3 separate regions of the Mus musculus genome follow, and all the other regions are linked to region 3. The links are chromatin contacts, called in public Micro-C and promoter capture Hi-C maps. All regions are on one chromosome and are shown on one strand. The core of a region is the stretch at or near the end of the contact, and the rest is flanking DNA. Distances in the headings are between cores, read along the strand shown.

Evidence for each region. Hi-C and Micro-C count contacts between places; a contact is called where the count stands out from the background. Capture Hi-C pulls out chosen DNA fragments and counts their contacts.
Region 1: a contact with region 3 is called in a promoter capture Hi-C map of adipose tissue. The contact joins the promoter of Ankrd55 here to the promoter of Plpp1 in region 3. A contact is called at or near these places in 3 of 39 promoter capture datasets (the 3T3-L1 cell line, the C10 cell line and pre-B cells) and 1 of 9 other capture datasets (adipose tissue).
Region 2: a Micro-C map of embryonic stem cells shows a contact between it and region 3, with 5 times the contacts expected there. The contact joins the promoter of Snx18 here to the promoter of Plpp1 in region 3. A contact is called at or near these places in 3 of 39 promoter capture datasets (liver and pre-B cells), 2 of 484 Hi-C or Micro-C datasets (both in embryonic stem cells) and 1 of 115 datasets of contacts at active chromatin or transcription factors (bone marrow-derived macrophages).

Annotation. Positions count from the first base shown.
Region 1 is chr13:112,286,553-112,290,376 of GRCm38.p6, reverse strand. It overlaps Ankrd55 (ankyrin repeat domain 55), which reads right to left and starts at 1,926. Exons shown (of 11, transcript NM_029898.3): 1 at 1,395-1,926. The coding sequence starts at 1,449.
Region 2 is chr13:113,616,361-113,620,589 of GRCm38.p6, reverse strand. Snx18 (sorting nexin 18) reads left to right here and starts at 2,026. Exons shown (of 2, transcript NM_130796.4): 1 at 2,026-3,788. The coding sequence starts at 2,195.
Region 3 is chr13:112,798,549-112,802,659 of GRCm38.p6, reverse strand. It overlaps Plpp1 (phospholipid phosphatase 1), which reads right to left and starts at 1,883. Exons shown (of 6, transcript NM_008903.2): 1 at 1,394-1,883. The coding sequence starts at 1,451. It overlaps Gm41067 (a long non-coding RNA gene), which reads right to left. Exons shown (of 3, transcript XR_873969.2): 3 at 3,289-3,387.

The DNA.
Region 1 (3,824 bases), core at 677-3,176, 510 kb after region 3:
CTGGCACAGATACATTTGTTTTGAAGGACTTGTTCTTCTGCAGTCAGTCCCTGCTCCCTCAGATTAGTCTCCCAAATGACCACCGTGTTTCTCTGTGATTCTGCGGCTTGGCAACACTCTTCTCTAACCAGCACAAGCAGCTTGATTCTAAGCAGAGCTCTCACTTCTGCTGATTGCCATCAGTGGAACAAAACGTACAGGGAGGAGAGGAGGTGGTGGTGGGGGAACTACAGTAAGCCCCCTTCCTGTGGTGCCTGTCTACAGACTCAGTGTGAATCAAGATGTTCTCAAGATCGATCTCTCTCTCTCTCTCTCTCTCTCTCTCTCTCTCTCTCTCTCTCTCTCTCTCTCCCTCTTTACCCCCTCTCTGAGCAAGAATTGGAGAAGACTCTATCTGCCTCAGGAATCTAAATCTATGTTATTATTTGAGAAATCCATTGAGCAAACATCATTTACCCATGCCACGAAGCCAGATCTAGAGGAGGTGACCTTGCCTTGAAGCATCGATAATTGGGAAAAAGAAAGAAGAAATGGCTATTGCTAATGAGGCTTCCGCAAGCCACCATTTCATAGTGTAGCTGAAAGAAAGAAACTAACCAAGCTCTGAGAAGCTGCAGAATCCTAGTGCGGCGAGTGGGTTAGATGCCGTACGTTTCATTAAAAGGCTCTGGGAAGGTCTGCTGTATTTAAAGTGTGGGAATTCCCCTCCATCGTACATAGAAAAAATGGTCTAATTACACAGATGACAAATACATGTGTGGAGGCACACAGCACATGCAAAGCCACACTCACACAGACTGACAGGCTGTGAGTCTGATGATGGCAATGAATCTCACAGCCTACTTGGCCCGTGGAAGGATGACTTTCTGTATGCAAATGAAGGGTAGGGGGAAAAAACCCACTCTGCCATTGCAATTAAATAATACAGTATTAAGTCACTGCACGGTCTTGAACGAGGTGTGGCATCAGCAGGACCCGTCTGTGGGTCAGGTCTCTCTTGGAGGGGAATCCACAGTGCCTCGTGATGGCTGAAGTGACGAAATATGAGATTTACGGGCTGAAAGAGGCCCGGTATGCATTCTGATATTGCTTTCTCTAACATACTTTATGACATGACATAAAGATGATACTATCTAAAGTAGCTGATATGTCTCAAACCAAAGAGTAGGACTAGGAATACATCCGCAAGACAGAAAGCCCGTAAGCTTTTTTTTTCTTTTCTTTTCCTAAAAGCTTATCAAGTCCTTACCAGGTTTGTTTTCACACACACACACACACACACACACACACACACACACACACACACACACACACACTCACACACACACACCTTTCCTCTTCTCCTTACAAACTGGAAATCTCTTCGCCATTGGAGTGGTAAAACATCGTGTTACCTTTGTGCTGATCAAACACAGAAGAGGTGCTGAAATCCATGGTAGCCTGTCTCATCGTTTACCATCAGAACGGCAAAAAAAACCCAGTCAGGGCTCTGGAGAGGAGAAAACACCATTTCACACACTGCAGCCAACGTCAGTCAGCTTCAGCATCGTTGGCGTCAGCTCCCGTTGTAGAATTAAGTGTGTGTTAGATCTGCCGGGCGCCTTCAAGGCTACCTTTGCAAAGACATAAAAAACACTCTTTCTGCAGGGGAGGAAGTGTTACTCTCAGAATCCCATTCACCATCAACACTGACGTGTGAGTATTATATACCCTTCCCCCAAGCAGACAGACAAAACATCCCAAACCCTAAAATAAGACAGCCTTCACGGGGGTGCCTGCCTTGGATCTGGGCCAGGAAAATGCTGCAGATCTCAGAGCTTCGGCTGAGGCGACTGGAAGGTCGCTTTAAACCAATAGAAACCTCAATGAGTGAGTGAGATTCACAGGGCCAGACGGAGCATGTGCAAAGCCGCCAGCGCAGACTGCGTGCTGGCTGTTTGTTCTTGGTGGAGTGAGAACTGCATTTGGGTCATGTGAGCAGAGACGGGCCATCTCAGTGGAATAGGATGTAAATATTGTAGCAGGAGGCTGCAGTCCACGTGCCCTGCTGAGTAGTTATGCACTGCTGCTGGGGGTGGGGGGATGGGGGGAGGTTCAGGCTCCCTGCAGTGACCTCCTCCTGTCAGAGAGACTTTGAGGGTGGGCAGTGAAAGGTTGAAGGTCAAGGTTCAAATATCTGTGCAGACTAAATCAAACAGCCTGCAGTCACAAGGCTGTGCCTTACTGCATTCTGCATGAAGCCTGACAAGTCACCAGCCATACTGCTTCGAGAAGCAGTCAAATAAATTCATCCTCTAGGGTTAAAAACCTGAGGGGGAAATCTTGCTCTTATTTGCATACGGTGGTACTGTCTATTGCTAGGGGAAGACATCTGTCTAGTTCGTTTGTGTTTTTACAAAATGAAGACATTTCCTTTGTGGTTTTGGCTTTATATCTATATGTGTGCACACCTGAGCGTGTATATGTCACAGGTCCATCAGGAATCTCTTTTCAGGATCACCTTCCTTGTTTTTTCCAGAGAGAGTCTCTCCCTGACACCCAGGCCTTGTCCGGGTGCCTAGGTTGGCTGGCAGGAAGCCAGGATTCTCCTATCTGTCCTCCAAGAGCCTGGGTGGTGAGTGATAGCACCTGGCTTTTTGTATGTCACTGATCATGGCAACTCCCTTTTCTTTTTAACTAACAGATATTTGATTTTAGACATAGTGCTGGAAATGTTTTCTTTTTTTCCTCTGCGTATGGCTATATTAATACTTTTTTTTTGTAGTACAGAGATTAAACCCAAACATTATATACTAGATAAGTGGTCAACTACTGAACTACACTCTTAGTCTTTACATTTGTTTTGATATAGAATGGTCTAGTCTATGTTCTGTGTTCTTTTGTAGGCAGTTCTCTTTTATCTTTTGACACATATTTTCTACTTGCCTGTCATTTATTTTTCATAAAAAAGGGCCTCACATCTCTATGACAATGCTACCACTCACTAGTAATATCACTCACTCACAAGCACTGTTATTCACCTCACAGAACCATGACTCAGCAGTACTGTTACTATGACTCAGCAGGACTGTTAGTATGACTCAGCAGGACTGTTATTATGACTCAGCAGTACTATTATTTACCCAACAATGTTATTCATCGCTATTCTTTTCCACTTGGGCTCCTTCCTTTCAAAATACTCTGCAGTATTTGATTTAAAAATACAAGCAGAGGCTGGAGAGATAACTCAGTGGATCAAGTTGTTGCTTTAGCATTTTTAGAGTCCAGGATGTGGCAGTTTGACTGTCATCTCAGTGCTGGGGAGGTGGAGACAGGATTTCAGGAGCAAGCTGGATGGCTAGACTAGCAGTGAGCTCTGGATCTGATGGAGGGACTGTGCCTTAATATATAAAGGGTGAGCAATCAAGAAAGACACTCATGTCAACTGTGGTCCCTACATGTGTATGCTGAAATGGTCACCCACACATATATATATACCACACATATATATACCCCACAAGCAAACACACACATCATGCATACAGAGGAGAAATACAACACATTGTTGACAGATGAGCTAGGTGGTGTAGGACAGCAGGACTGGGAGAAGAACAACTGCTGAAGTCAGCCTTCTGATACTCTAGCCTGTTGCCTGGAGTGTTTCCAAACCCACTGCTATATGGAACCAGGGTGGGCTCAGTGGTTTGTAGAATGACTCCTGAAAAGATATACACGCCTTAAGCCCCAGAACCCATGAACATGACCTTGATGGCAAACTGAGTCTGTTCAGCTCTAACGACATAAAGGAGCTCTCTTTGAAATGTGTCTCAGTGGTTTCTATTGTT
Region 2 (4,229 bases), core at 777-3,276, 820 kb before region 3:
TGAACGATTGCAAGTTATTCATGCTAAAACACATTTTCTCCATATCCAAGACCATCTTAGGGTAGAGTATTTCCTACCATTCTGACCACAGGGCCAAGCACCGTGGCAGTTTTGGTCCCCTCCCTCCCAAAGCCTGATTCCTCAAGAACGCAAGTCTGTAACCTTTCTCTCCGAGGCTGAGCACTCACAGAGCCATGCACACTTAGAACATGCGCACTGGGGGTAGAGAGCATGCGCACTCGGGGTATCACTATTCCCCCCCACACACACACCCCCAACACGCGGAGACCCTTAGCAATCGCTTCTGCAGTTGCACAACCCTTTTGAACAGACTTTCACGTAAACTCATGGAATCATTATACCTGAGATAAGCCTGAAGTTACTGTAACTAACTCTCGAATTTAAAGTTTACTACTGACTAATCCGTTGTGTTTTATCTGGACCATCCGAGGTGAATATCTCATGGATCATACATAATTTAAGCTGTTCAGTTGGTGTTGACTTTATGTTTCCGACTATGGCAAGTTGAATCTCACTGATTGGTCTCCACGACAATCGTCACATTCGGAATTTTGAGCTGAAAGTGCTTGCTGCACTTCAGAAAGAGCTCAGGAGATTGAGTTAAGGCTGTGCAATAGGAGGCCCAGTGCGGGTGCCGAGTGTGGTGTACTTTCGTTAGTGGCTTTGAACAGGATGCTAAGTTAGCTGCCGTGCTTAGGAGAATGGAATCTTCTGGTCTGATTGCTGGATTGCCATAGAAGGGGTCAGAGGGCAGGCGGAAATTCATGACACGTGACTGTAGAACTCCAGTTAGAGGTATCCTCAAAGGATTAGGCTAGACTCAGTAAGCGGAGCGTGAGAAAATAAGCCTTGGGCAAATTACATATTGAAGGAAAAGATTTGAAACAAGGCAACCACGGGATATTGACATACGTCTATTAAACTCTCAGGAAGTGATTTTTGATCTACTTAACATAAATTTATTGAAAAGGAGAGGTTTTGTCAATGACCTAGGAGGAAGTGTAAAGTTGTAAGCCTGTTGCGTACCACACCTATGACAGCTCTAGTTATAACTAGTTCTAGGACCCTTCTTTCTCTCTTAGAAAAGAGGCCAGAGATCGCGTTTCCCCTCATAACAGCCGCAGCCAACAAGTGGACAGTGCTTACCGAGTATATTAGCATTTCACTTCAGTCACCTGTAAGATAAGAAAGCCATTATCACACAATCCACAAACTCTCAGAGATAAGGACAGCGCAAGTGACAGGCTCAAGGTCATACAGCCAGTCAGAGCCAGAACCGAGCCTGGCTCCTGCGCCCTGGGCCCTGAAGCCTGAGCTTTCATTCGCTGCACGTGTGCTAGCACCCAACTCTGCACGTTCACTGGAGACTTCTCAGCTCTCTTTCCCTGCACCACCCTTGCCTCTGGTCAAACAAGGATCTTCCCGAATTCCAGCTTTGTTCCAGGCTCCACTCCTTGTGTACAAGATCAGAGAGTACAGGAAGGAAGGGAACCGCACCTTTAGTGACAAGATGAGGATCTTGTGAGTTACTACACATTAACCCTGGCAAAGACGTACTTATCAGTGCAACAGCTAATCTTCTTTGTGAACGCCTTTATTACAAGCTTGGGTTAAGGTCATTTTAAGAGCATTTACTCTGAGAAGTAACAGCTGGCTATCGTAGATATAAATAATCTATTTAAAAACAACAACAACAAAAACCCCAAAAACAACAAAAAACAAAAAAAGAACAACAACAAAAAAAACCCTACCCCACATTTTCTAACGTACAAATCTAAACAATTTCAGATAATTCACTTCTGAAAGCCTCCCACCCACCACGTGGTCACTCAAGCGCGCGCCTTTTCCGTAGCCGCCACAAGGTGGCAGCGGCGGCCGCAGAGTCGGCGCAGGCACGGCTGCTCGGCCGTCGCTTGCTCTCGTCTGGCACGCGGCTCTCGGCAATGGATTAGCTCTGCTGGGGACGTGGGCGCTCCGGGCCCCGCCCCCGGCCGGCGGCGGCCCCGAGTTGCAGTCGCTGCTGCGAGCCGAGCCGAGCTGCACGGAGGGCGAGAGCGGAGCGGGGAGCGGACCGGTGCGCTGCCCTCCAGGCTTCCCTTCGGCGTTCGGGGGGGGGATCCTGACTGCAGGGGCCCTCGGACCGGCCCGAGCTCGGGGCGCCGGGCTCGGGACCATGGCGCTGCGCGCCCGGGCGCTCTACGACTTTAAGTCCGAGAACCCCGGTGAGATCTCCCTGCGGGAGCACGAGGTGCTGAGCCTGTGCAGCGAGCAGGACATCGAGGGCTGGCTCGAAGGGATCAACAGCCGCGGCGACCGCGGCCTCTTCCCGGCCTCCTACGTGCAGGTGATCCGTGCGCCGGAGCCTGGCCCTCCGGCCGACGGCGGCCCGGGAGCTCCGGCCCGCTACGCCAACGTGCCGCCCGGCGGCTTCGAGCCTCTGCCCGCCGCGCCACCCGCCGCCTTCCCGCCGCTGCTGCAGCCGCAGGCGTCACCCGGTTCCTTCCAGCCGCCGGGCGCCGGCTTTCCCTACGGCGGGGGCGCCCTGCAGCCGTCGCCCCAGCAGCTCTACGGTGGATACCAGGCCAGCCTGGGCAGCGACGATGACTGGGACGACGAGTGGGACGACAGCTCCACGGTGGCCGATGAGCCAGGCGCGCTGGGCAGCGGCGCGTACCCGGACCTCGACGGCTCGTCGTCGGCGGGCGGCGGTGCGGCCGGCCGCTACCGCCTGTCCACCCGCTCGGACCTGTCTCTGGGCTCCCGCGGCGTCTCGGCGCCCCCGGCGCACCAAGCGTCTGGAGCCAAGAGCTCGGCCACGGTGAGCCGCAACCTCAATCGCTTCTCCACCTTCGTCAAGTCGGGCGGGGAGGCCTTCGTGCTGGGAGAGGCGTCAGGCTTCGTGAAGGATGGGGACAAGCTGTGCGTGGTGCTGGGTCCCTACGGCCCCGAGTGGCAGGAGAACCCCTACCCCTTCCAGTGCACCATCGACGACCCCACCAAGCAGACCAAGTTCAAGGGCATGAAGAGCTACATCTCTTACAAGCTGGTGCCCACGCATACCCAGGTGCCCGTGCACAGGCGCTATAAGCACTTCGATTGGCTGTATGCGCGCCTGGCGGAGAAATTCCCAGTCATCTCGGTGCCCCATCTGCCTGAGAAGCAGGCCACCGGGCGCTTCGAAGAGGACTTCATCTCCAAACGCAGGAAGGGTCTGATCTGGTGGATGAACCACATGGCCAGCCACCCGGTGCTGGCGCAGTGCGACGTCTTCCAGCATTTCCTGACCTGCCCCAGCAGCACTGATGAGAAGGCCTGGAAACAGGGTAAGCGGAAGGCTGAGAAGGATGAGATGGTGGGCGCCAACTTCTTCCTCACTCTGAGCACCCCACCTGCCGCCGCCCTGGACCTGCAGGAGGTGGAGAGCAAGATAGATGGCTTCAAATGCTTCACCAAGAAGATGGACGACAGTGCGTTGCAGCTCAACCACACCGCCAACGAGTTTGCGCGCAAGCAGGTGACTGGCTTCAAGAAGGAGTATCAGAAGGTGGGCCAGTCCTTCCGGGGTCTCAGCCAAGCCTTTGAGCTGGATCAGCAGGCCTTCTCCGTGGGTCTGAATCAGGCCATTGCCTTCACTGGAGACGCCTACGACGCCATCGGCGAACTCTTCGCTGAGCAGCCCAGGCAGGACCTGGACCCAGTCATGGACCTGTTAGCACTGTATCAGGGGCACCTGGCCAACTTCCCAGACATCATCCATGTTCAGAAAGGTAAAGCTTGGCCTGTAGGGCCGGTGGCACGGGGTGTTTTTTTAAGGTAGAAAGTGGTGACTTGGATAGGCATACCACTGCCGGGTTTCAGGCTCCTGGTGGTTCTCCGTGTCTGGGGATCTTAGGGTTGTGGACTGTTGGGATTTTCCTTTCCGAGTGTTCAGTGGATTGTTAGAATGCTCCTTCTAGTCAGGGACTGCCTGCCACTCTTTAGAGGGCTAGATTTTCAGACCGTGTTGTCACTTCAGAATTTGAATAGGCAGAGGAATCAGCTGTTCTGATGTATAAGCTTGTGGGCTGGGCAGAATTGGCAGGGGCACCCAAGCCAGACTAGGCAGCCCTTTGAACACTGCAGGGCTGGCAGAGATGGGAGAGGCAGTAGGAAGAATGGATGCCTGGGAATAAAGGTAAGGCAGGCTTTCCCCTCCATTCCTGCTGTGG
Region 3 (4,111 bases), core at 634-3,133:
GAAAGAAAGAAAGAAAGAAAGAAAGAAAGAAAGAAAGAAAGAAAGAAAGAAAGAAAGGAAGGAAGGAAGGAAGGAAGGAAGGAGAGAGAGAGAGAGAGAGAGAGAGAGAGAGAGAGAGAGAGAGAGAGAAAATGCATTTAAAAAAAACAGGTACTAAAATTTTAACAATTTTATAAGATTATAGGCACCTAAATGGTCAGGCTGGAAGCAAGAGAGAGGAATAGTCTAGAACAGCGAGATTAAGTTAAAGCCTGGGGAAATTTCCTATCTCTGAGGAACCATTATGCTGATTTGTATCTAGGATGCAAAAGCCACTAGTTCAGTCGCCTTGAAAACTCGCCAGGACTATGTCAGTTACTTAAACCAGAGTCCCACCACCCAAACTTCCAACAGCTTACAACTAGGTAAATTGCCTGACCCAATGGTCTACAAGTGACAGACACGATACAGGAAAAAAAAGAAGAAAAAAGAAAAAGAAAAAAAGTGAAAGCTACCCCTTCCATGCCTATCCCTTGACAAGATGACTCTAGTTTTGGAGGTTTGGGAAGTTTTGTTTTTGTTTCTCCTGAAGGAGAAACAAAACAAAACAAAAAAAAACATCTGGAGACGAAAGACCCCAGAATTGAAGTCTTCCACCAGGGAAATAACCTTAACTTTGCTGTAGCTAAAGAAATTAAAGAAGCTAAAGGCGCTCCGTGCCAGGCTGTCACAGGAGACAGGCACACCAAGGCAAGGGCTGCGCTATAAGCCAATAGCAGGACTTCTACGGGATGGGATGGGGAAAAGCAAGCTTCTTCAGACCTCATCAGGCAGAAACCTGGCCATCTCCATCGCTCCTGCAACCTGACAATTTACAACCTGACGACGCCTTCTAATTAGGAACGTTCTAAACCTTTTATAGACGAAGAAAACTTTCAAGTGCTTCTCACCAAGTTATGATAAGCTGGGCACTGAAGCCTGCCTGCCTGCCTGCCTGCCTGTTCCCAGGGAGGGAAAAGTCCGAGTGTACCGAACCTCCAGCTTCGCTGCAGAACCTGATGAGCCAGAGACCAGGATTCTCTGCACGGTGCAGAGGGAGGAGCCCACCCTGCCTGTTAGAGTGGGCCGGGAAACAGAGGGTAACAGCACAGGCGAGAACAGAGGCCAAGCAGGGCTAGACTCAGCGCACCGGCAGACAGGCAGGGAGAGCCCACGCTGGAGCCAGAGTGTTGGATGCAGAAGCGGGGATCACCCCCACCCCCACCCAGCCCCGGCCCCCCGAGCTGCGCAAACGGCTCCCCACAACTCTCTCCGCAGCCACCGGCGCACGCGCGCGCGCGCACGCCGGGCACACCCACCCCACACCGGTGCGCGGCTCCGCCTGGAAGACCCCCGGGCCGCGGCGCCTACGTACCCAGCAACACGCAAATCACATCGAGGGCCACGTACGGCAGCCGCGTCTTGTCGAACATGGTCACCGGCTGGATGGTGTCACCACCTGGTGCGAGTGGCGGGAGGAACAGACCGCGGCGGTCCAGATACCCAATTCCCAGAGCCCCGCCCTCGGGATGGCGGCCGCCCCAAGCGACTGCGAGCCTCTTAGACTGACGGGAGCAGGGACCAGGGCAGTTTGGATTGGGCCGCCCTGCCACCGAGGGCAATCGTGTCCCGGACTTTTCCCTTCACGGACCCGGTACTGGGCCAGTGGCCGCCGATCTGTCGCCTCAGGCGCCTGCTCTCTCAGTGCTGGCTCGTCGCGGCCAATCGCCCTCCGCTGCCCTGTGCCCTCTCCAACAGGCCGGGCGAGCTCTAAGGATGAGGACTGGAGGAACACCGCTCCTCCCGCCCCAGGCGCGCCGCTCCGGCCAGTGCGCGGTCTCGCCGGCTGCAGCGCGCGGGGACGAAACCCAGGCCAGCGCAGACAGCCAATCAGCGCCATCGGCCCCGCCCCGCCGACTTGCGGAGCCCGCCCCGAATCTGGAAGCTGGTTAACGGGGCGGGGCCAATTGCAGGGATTGGGAGTCCTCTCTTTAGTCCATTCAGCCCTTTAGTGCTAGGCGATGCTTCCTTTAAAGGAGAGCCAGACCCCGATACACCATTCCATAGCTCCTGCTGCCCGCCATCCTTCTCCTCCCATGGGCTCTCCCTCCAAACTGTTTAAATGAGTTACCTCTAAGCCCCTTTCTGTGAGGGGCCTGCACCTTGGCCTTCCTGTTGGTCGTAGCTGAGCTTCATTCTAGCAAGAATCCTTCTTGCCCTCTGGTCATTCTTGATATTCTAATACTTAATATCTGAACCCTCCCGCCTTTGGTGTACGTAAATCCGCAGTCTACCCTTAGCAAGAATACCCCTGCCATTAATGTCTTCTTAGTCATGTTCTGTTCACTGACTTCGAATCTCCAGCTCAGTTTCCGCTAACTGCAAGTCATGTCTCCTACTGCAATAGACTTCGTTGGGACTTCACTTGGGAGGAGTTTGGAGACTTGTTCAATGGTAGAGCTCTGGCTTTAGCACGGAGGGGCCTTATTTTTGATCAGTAGCGCAGCTTCAGCCATGCTCACACAAACAATAGAGTTAACTATGTCTTAAGAAATATCAATGATTCAATAGTGGCAGTCCCCGTACCCATTCCCAGGAGGCCTCCAGAACACATTTAGTAATCTCAGTTTCCAAATGTGTAAAAAGAGGATCTCAATGATCCCCGCTGTCTATTCTAATTAAGAGGAAGTGGTGAGACTCAGAGAAGATAATGTGACAATTGCTTTATAAAGAGTTAAACCACCACTACCAATCTTAACAATACATGGTTTCCTCCTTGCTCAAGACTTTTTTTTTTTTTTTTTTTTTGACAGAGACTCCTTTAGCCCAGGCAGGCCTCACATTCGGCTGTGTAGCCGAAAATGGTCTTAACTCCTGCATCTACCTCCCAAGGCGTTACAGGCATGAGCCAGCACCCCTGGGGTTTTTCTTCTTATAGGAAGATGTAAAATACAAATCACAGAATGTGCCTTCTGTTTTCTCAGGTATTTCCTGCCAAGCATCCCAAAAGACCAGTGAGTGGAAAGATGCTACTTCCCAAGGGGAGTCAGATGTGTTTCCAAGTGCAACTATAAGCCATAAAAATGTGTATTTGTAAAAGTATATTCTTATTTTAAAGATATATGGATTTTTAAATTTCAACTTATTTTAATTGTTTCTAAAAGCTCTCAACAATTTACACGCAAAAAGATGTGGCATTATTATTTATTATTATTATTATTATTATTATTATTATTATTATTATTATTTCGTTGTTTTCCTTACCTCCAGAGTTACAAGAGTCCTAGGTAGCATGGTCATTGTTGTATGCCAGCCCCGCGGCCTACTTGAACCGGGTACACCTGGAAGGCAGGCTGGGGCTGAAAAAGACTTAGACGGCGAGAGAAATAATGAAGCCAAAACGATTCCCTGTTCAAGTCTCGCCAGTTTACTAAGAGAGTGTGCTTATAAGGGGAAGGCCCATCCCCCGCCCAGTCCATTCTTGGTGTCTGGAGCCAGCCTGTAGGCGACATGCAGGATAGGATGTTCCTCCTGAATATCTCAGGGCCCTCTCAGCAGGTAGCAGTGTCTTGGAGGAGACCAGTGGCAATTGACAGAACAATAGAGCCATCTAGGTCGAAAGGCTCCACCCTAGGTAATCTCCGTAGTGGCAGCAAGGTCAAAGTCTGGATCAGCCTGCTTCGAGGCTGGGGGAGGCTACAGGTCATAATACATTTAGATGACTATTTTTTTTAAACTTTTATCAAGCACATACTATGTGCCAGGTATAGTCTAGGCAAGATGGCTTCCCTAAACAGCTTTGAGATGAAGATGTTGGACACGGTGGTATCCACCTGTAGTTCTAACACTGAAGACCGGAAGCGAGAGAATCAGGAATTCCGGGACAACTGCCCATACATGGAAGTTTTTTAGTTCCGCTGATGGGAAATCTCCTTTCAGATAGCTACCATCCTAGTTTGGTTTCTGTTGCTGTATAAAGACCATGAACAGAAGCAACTTGGGGGGCGAAGGGGTTTATTTAAGTTTATAGTTGTAATCTCTCATGAGGGGAAGTCAGGGCAGGAATTAAAGGCAGGAATCTCGAGGTAGGAAT